2 separate regions of the Cyclopterus lumpus genome follow, and region 2 is linked to region 1. A link is a contact called in public Hi-C data. All regions are on one chromosome and are shown on one strand. The core of a region is the stretch at or near the end of the contact, and the rest is flanking DNA. Distances in the headings are between cores, read along the strand shown. Region 1 holds the start of cfd (complement factor D). Region 2 holds the start of rpia (ribose-5-phosphate isomerase).

What was found. A called contact is a pair of places that touch in the nucleus more often than the background predicts.
Region 2: a Hi-C map of muscle shows a contact between it and region 1, with 4 times the contacts expected there. The contact joins the promoter of rpia here to the promoter of cfd in region 1. A contact is called at or near these places in 2 of 2 Hi-C or Micro-C datasets (both in muscle).

The regions. Positions count from the first base shown.
Region 1 is chr22:16,131,537-16,135,473 of fCycLum1.pri, reverse strand. It overlaps cfd (complement factor D), which reads right to left and starts at 2,447. Exons shown (of 5, transcript XM_034525704.1): 1 at 2,342-2,447; 2 at 1,780-1,936; 3 at 1,288-1,429; 4 at 836-1,126; 5 at 1-677. The coding sequence starts at 2,405. The coding sequence ends at 498. It overlaps LOC117725492 (GTPase IMAP family member 8-like), which reads left to right. Exons shown (of 3, transcript XM_034525703.1): 3 at 1-294.
Region 2 is chr22:16,275,279-16,279,063 of fCycLum1.pri, reverse strand. It overlaps rpia (ribose-5-phosphate isomerase), which reads right to left and starts at 1,385. Exons shown (of 9, transcript XM_034525523.1): 1 at 1,180-1,385. The coding sequence starts at 1,344.

The DNA.
Region 1 (3,937 bases), core at 1,198-3,697:
TTACTTGTGTATATGCTACGATGTTTATACCTGCACACCTATTGGGTTACCTTTGTGTCTTTATTACGCAATCAAACAGAATAGGTTTAAGAACAATATTATGAACACTGCAATCCAAAAATACATTTGTGAATAAAAACATGTTCATGCAAATTCAAAAGATGCGGTTGCTGTTGAGCTGAATCTTGTGAGTGAGACCAAGTGACAGCTTGTTAGCAGTTAGCAAATGTAATTAGCATGATTACACTCTTCATCACGAATTTATGTTATTTGCAATAAAACATTTATTTGATAGCTGTGTGTGTATAGGTTCTTTTTTATTGTACTGCATGTCATTGTAACAACTCAAGACATCTGAATATGATAAAACTATTTAATTGATTCCTTTATAAAGTGATGGCTAATCTGTTTGTACAGGTGGTTGCAGTATGTTTCCCGTACTGGGGAAGCCATGCTTTTTCTCACGCTGATTGCGGTGGAAACATGGCCGCCGCCATTTAGGTGCTCTGGTCTGGCATTGCATCGGGCTGCAGGGCCATGATGCTGTCGATCCACTCAGTGTAGTGGGAGATGATGGTGTAAATGCCAGGCTTTTTCACTTGGCCACACTTCTTTCCTCCATTGGACGTGATGCCCACCGCGATGCCATTGTAGAGCAGAGGACCCCCAGAGTCACCCTGAGAGAGAAAAAGAGGGACTTTAACGGGAAATTGACGTATTCAAAGAAAACCCCATTTGTATACTTTGAAATACATACAAATACATCTTTTCTCATGATCATCATAACTTGATTGACCCATTTAGATTTGGTAGAAGAGAAGGAAGTACAACTCACATCACAGCTGTCTTCTGTCTTATGCGGTTGCTCACAGGGGTGTGGGCATAGTCGATGTGCACATATCATGTTGCTGGTGAACTTTCCGCCAAAGTAGTCGCTGCGTCTGCACCGAGCCGAGCTGCCCACCTCGATGACCACCTCTTTGAGCTTGTCTGGTCTGGACCCCAGGTTATCGAGGGACCCCCACCCGGCCGTCTCCACCTCTGCATGCGTGCTGGGGCTTGTGCCTCCCGCTCGCAGAAAGTCCACTGCTTTAACGGCTTTAGAGGCGTTGAATGGGCGATCCAACTGCAAAAAAACACACACAACCGTCCCAAAGTGGATTTGATAGATCTATAATTCAAAGGTCTAGAGAGAGTTCTGTTGTCGGCTTTATCAACCAAAACACAAACGTGTAACAATTTACTTTTCTGTACCACTGACAATTCACACACACTTTACTTATATACCTTAATTAAAGTGATGTCATTATCGTAATTTGACATTCTGAAGTCAGGGTGATTGTAAAGTTCCAAAATATCAAATGTCTGCTTTGTCTCTTCATCTTGACTCAGAGAATGGACACCCAGCACCACTTTCCTTCCATTCGCCCTGTGGAACGAGCACAATAATATTGTAGCATCAATAATGTACATTCCAATGAAAATAAGTGGATATCATTTGAAAGATGATGCTAAAAATACATATTTTTTGCTCCATAATATGAGATATCCATATTAACAAAAAGAAAACACCGCTGTTAAGTTTAGTTAATGAAAAAAAATCCGTTACGAAAACAGAACAAATAAATATGTCAATATGTAGATATATCGGTGCTCAGCTGTCACACAGAGAATATTCGCACGAGTAAAAACTTTAAAACTTCAAAACAAATGTACGATATCGTTGTTCTTAATTTTGCCTGTCCTGCCTCCCACATAGTTAAAAGAAGGGGGCCTTACCCTGCTGGCAGACAGTGTACTGCAGTCATCACCCACTGATCTGCAATCACAAACCCTCCACACTCGTGTTTCATGTTCTCTCCCTCCGGCACCTGGATGGAGGCCATGTAGGGCCGGGAGTGAGGCGCTGCCTCTCTGCCGCCAACGATACCCTCACCTGAAACGATCAAAACACACAGCCAAAAGGAAAATGTTCAACATAAACTATTTGAACTTTTCAAACGCTTGTTTCATGTAGCTTGCACAAAATGAAAAGGTGCAAAGTCACACCGCCCTACAGTAGAACATTAGAGAGTTTATTGTCATAGTATTTTTTAGAATTATGGGGCATTTGAGCATTTTAATGTAATCCAAACTTATAAACTACATTGCTAAAGAATAATGAAAATAGAATAGAATAATGAGCAAATTAAAAAGTAGGTGACACTTTTAGAATAGTGGCTGACCAGAAACCTAGATTAGGAACACAATGCTTCAGTGGAATAAAAAACATTGAACATGAATTACTAAGAAGCCAAATCTAATTACGTAAAATCAGTTATGAAAGAAATAACAAACTTACTCTGTGAAATGAGGGCGAAAAGGAAAACCGCAGCAGCCCCAAGAACGTCCCTCTCTGACACCATGATGTCGGCTAAACTAAACCTAAAACCAGCAACTGTGGAGTTTTAAAGGCTTCCACAGGAAAGAGCGGAAACATAAATCTAGTTGATATGGTGCAAGACACAAGTGGTGGTCTGACGGAGCCTCCTGATCCCCGTTTCCCGGAAAACAGGATAGCAAACAACTTTGGCTTTGTTTTTGTCATTGTCAGACTAGCGGAAAGAGAACATCCAAATTCACATTTTGCTGTTTAGTTTAAACTTTTTACTATTTGCATTACTTCCTAAATTCCTCTTGAGTATTCTATGATGCCTCATTTGCACATTTAAAGATAACAAATAAAAAGTTTCAATTCTTTTTACCGTATTCACTTGCAGTGTCTTCAAAATGTATGAATTTTTACAATACATACAATACTCAAAAGAGTTTTCTCTGATATTGTCATTTAGTAGATCTTTACTCCAAAGTAGAATATGTTTCACGCTCGTTATTGTGTTTGAAGACGAGCTTTGGATCAGACAAAGGTGCACATATTTCTTTATTAGAGACTTACCTACTAAAACCTTGCACATAGTTTCACTTTTTAGTTACGTAATGCTGAGATTTGGACGACCCCCCTCTGACCTTGTGCACTTGAACACAACACTCAGAGGGAGAGGACATTATCTTCTTCTTTTCTTCCCATAAATCTAGCGGGTAAACAGGAAACACAGTCAGTCTGGTACATCCCAGTCCGATACACAATAGTAATGATAAGCTTGTTTATTGTACTGCATGTTGCACAAACACAGTACAGTACGATACGTGCACAAACCTACAAACCTTCCTGTAAGTGTTGTCATGATTAGACAGATTATTCAACATGTCTTTGATAGAATTTCATAAAAAATGAATACGTTGTTTTAGCATCTGGGCTGAAATGTCAAAATATAGGCTACTGCATATGGACACTGTTCTATGACTCTTTCTAAAGTTTGTGAAACTCAACAGCTGTCACACAGTTACAGAGCCCAGCACAGCTTTCTAATTCTAGACCTGCACTGCCCTCTGCAGGTACAAACAAGTACTAGAAAAAACCCCAAAACTCAATAATGTTAATGAAAACGTTGACATTTGACTTGATAGTGAATATGTTGCTGAAAGCTCATATTGACTGTAAATTAATGTAAAACAAGAACAAATAACTTGACATGTCAGGCAGTCTATTGAGTGAGCTGGATGCCAATTTAACATAATTCTCAGGAACAGAAATATGTAATAGTTAAAGTTACACTTCCTATCCTAATGTCACAGGGGTTCGACCGTACGGTGATCCTGTGGTCGCATTACTGTGAAGTGGGGAGATTACATCCCTTCATAACATTTTCCTACTCCTCGTTAATTAAATCATGACTCATGTACTCACAATTACAAGTCAGGGGGAACATAGCATTTGGAAATTATAGGTTAAAACATGTGTATCCACCTAGATGATAATGATGTTGAAGAAGAGTTCATTCAGCTGTAAAACGGATTAACCAGCATCTGAGCGTAATTCACTAAATACCATTTAAAG
Region 2 (3,785 bases), core at 136-2,635, 140 kb before region 1:
GCTTGAACACAGATATACAAACAGCCTAAAAAAATACAATGAATTTTAAAGCAAAATACTGTTCTTTGCAGTTTCAACAAAACATATCAATCCTACGTCCTAAACACATATGCATTAGTCATTTCCTGGATTTATTGAGAAATGTATTTTTATTGAACTTTCAATAATCAGAAATTAGCTTTTTGAAGTACAAAGGTAGGACCTTTACTTTGAAATATCTCCTAATCTGTAAGGTAAAATTGTTTGATTGTCAATATGGGTTCGAGTCCAAGACGTCCTGAACACATATGTATCGGTCATTGCCTGGATCTATTGATACAAGTATTTTTATTGACCTTTTAATATTCAGAAATGATGAATGTAGGACTTTTACTTTGAAGAATCTCTTACTTTGAAATATTGAGAAAATGATCTTTATACCACCTACAAATTGCAGAAATTATCTATTTGAAAGGTTCAAAATCAGTTCAGTTTTTACGTAGTAAATTATCCGAATTAGTAGAGTTAAGATATTTAATTTTTAGTTTGGATGTGGTCAAAAATGTCCCTAACACATACATATCAGTTGGTCAGATATAAATAATTAATTATCTTTCAATTAACCCCTTAAAGCAAAGAATACATACACTATATGCACAATTGAGGTTTATTTGATCTTTAAAAGGTCACGTGTTATACTTAATGTGAATATAATTCATTTAATCTAACGTCCTTATTTGCAAGTATACGATTCATCCACATCTTATTTTTAAAACCGGATGTTGTTTCACGTGGATATTTCCGCTAACTTTGCAAAACCGTCGCTCGCTCCCGATCTGGGTCCTTTGAACGTGTTTACCATGAATGTCAGTATATAGGTGCACACCAATTTCAGGGCCGGCGGAGTTGACCGCAGTCGTTAAAGTCATCCGTTTCCATTTGGCCATCCCTTAAAGCCACATTAAACGTCTTCTTAGCGAACACATATGGTGTAACTGGTATATTTAGTCCTTAATGCCGGACAAAGTTAGCCCACTATCCCGGGGCAAAGCACGCAGAACGCCGAGCTAAATCCCTCCCGGACCGTTAGGCAACCTGCAATACGATAGCAAGCTAGCATATGGCTCTCGAGGCTACAAACGAGCGAGCTAGTTGAACACGCGTGGACATATGGCATAACGGGGACACGGTGCACTCTACCTGGACGTGGTTGTCCACGGCGGCGTAAGCGGCCAGTTTCTTCGCTTCCTCTGCCATGCTAGCGGCGGACTGACGGAGCGGACACGTGTGTGTCTGGCTGCGGGATGCTGGAGAGGCGAGTCCAGATGCGACCTTACCGAAGAAGACCCACCACTGGAGCCTCATGACCCGTAGGGAGGGAGAGGGAGGGAGGGGGAGGGAGAGAGAGAGAGAGAGAGAGAGAGAGAGACTGCAGGGCAGGTTTCTTCTCTGCAACAGGAAGTTAGTGATTGAATGCATTTAAAAATAAGGTAAACACTTAGCCATGATAATATGTCCATGTTCAGTCATAATGATCAGATAAGCCGAATTAACGATGAAAAGCATACTGACGAGATTAAAAAGTCAAAATGATCAGATACAACATTTATATTTGACCCATAATTATGATTTATGTGTGTATACATATATGTGTGTGTGTGTGTGTATATATATATATACATACATACCATTTAGCTGACGCTTTTATCCAAAGCGACTTCCAATCATACACCGTAGACACAGCTACCGGGAACATCCATCCATCCATTATCACCCGCTTATCCGGGGTCGGGTCGCGGTGGCAGCAGGTTCAGCAGGCCGACCCAGGCTTCCCTCTCACCCGCAACACTTTCCAGCTCATTCTGGGGGATCCCGAGGCGTTCCAAGGCCAGCCGGGAGATATAATCCCTCCAGCGTGTCCTCGGTCTTCCCCGGGGCCTCCTACCAGTTGGACGTGCCCGGAAAACCTCTAATGGGAGGCGTCCAGGAGGCATCCTGACTAGATGCCCGAAACCACCTCAGCTGACTCCTTTCGACACGAAGGAGCAGCGACTCGACTCCAAGCTCCCCCCTGATGTCCGAGCTCCTTACCCTATCTCTAAGGCTGAGCCCGGCCACCCTACGAAGGAAGCCTGCTTTCCCTTCCTGAGCCGTCGGATGGTTTGCCAGAACTTCCTTGAGGCCAACCGAAAGTCCTTCTCCATGGCCTCCCCGAACTCCTCCCATGCCCGAGTTTTAGCCTCCGCGACCATCGCCGCTGCAGCCCTTCTGGCCCGCCGGTACCCGTCAGCTGCTTCAGGAGACCCCTGGGCCAGCCAGGCCCGAAAGGCCTCCTTCTTCAGTTTGACGGCTTCCCTCCCCCCCGGTGTCCACCACCGGGTTCTCGGGTTGCCGCCACGACAGGCACCGATGACCTTCCGGCCACAGCCCCGAGCAGCCACGTCCACAATAGAGGCTTTGAACAAGGTCCACTCGGATTCCATGTCCCCAGCCTCCCTCGGGATTTGTACCGGGAACAATTCAGGGTTAAGTGTCTTGCTCAAGGACACATCGACTAGGGTGGGTATTGAACCACCAACCTCCCTGATTGAAAGACGGACCTGCTAACCACTGACCCACAGTCGCCCACATTATTGAGAGAGAGAGAGAGAGAGAGAGAGAAAATTGGCTGTCAAAAGTACCCACAAGTCTCCTCTGATGCATCCTTTAGGAACTGGGCGGATCAAGTCACATCCGGGCATTTTTACCATGCTGAACTTCTATAGTTTATCCTGAGGGTGGCGCCAGAGGAAAAGACTTGATGTCAGTACACTTTTAAAGGTTCATTCCATTGGGAGCATGACTGAGCTTAGCAATTTTCACAACATTTATATTAGATTGTGAGCTTTCTTCCGCGTAAAGTTGTCATTTTTGGCCTGAAGGTGGTGCAAGATTAAAGTGTCCAAAATACAAAGGGTTAATTCTCTAGAGGGCTGAACATGTGCTCTGTAGATTTCATTACAGTCTATCTGCCAATTGGATCTTGATAGTTTTTCTTGTAGACAACAAAGGGTGCAGTTGTCATTTCAGCTTTGGGAGAGACATCAGAGAGCTGGCGCAGAGGATTCAATTTGATACTTTTCACCCACGTGTTTTTAATGGGATGTGCAGAACGAAATTGATTTAAACCTCTCTTCCCTCTATACTGTTCATCCTGTGTTCTGTTGTGGCCTTACTTTGGGGAATAAAAAAACAAACACATTTGTCGAAAGAACCAAAATCTTTTTCATTAAAAGGAAAAGGAAAAAACATTAAATTCAATTAACACAAAAATCGGAACAAAACATTAGTTCAAATATGCTAAATGTGTAGTGACCTCGCTGCCTATCAAAAAAAGGTCACTATGGTTGCTTCAAGGTTTAGTTTCGACTAATCAGCGGTTCTTCCAACTTGTCAACGACAATCTGATTAACAGTAGCAGCAGGGCAGCCAGTCTCACATTGCTTTGCACTGTTTAGCGGATCAGAGGTTTTAGAGGTTCATTAACCACCCAACCCAGTAGAGTTCTTACTGCATATGGTCCCTCTCCTCGACTGTTGATCACTTCCCATGGTTCCATTAACTTTGAGGCGGTTGTGCCAAACAACAACTCAACATCAGCGTTAATACGAGGAATCTGTACACCTTCCAGGTAAGTCCACTTTGACAACTCTGTTTCAGTAATGATATTGGTTGTCGACACTGGCATTTTCTTCTGTGTGAACGCATTAGGAAGCTCAAAAAGGTGATTGTTGGCAAGTTCGCAGATTTCCAAGCCTTTCACACTA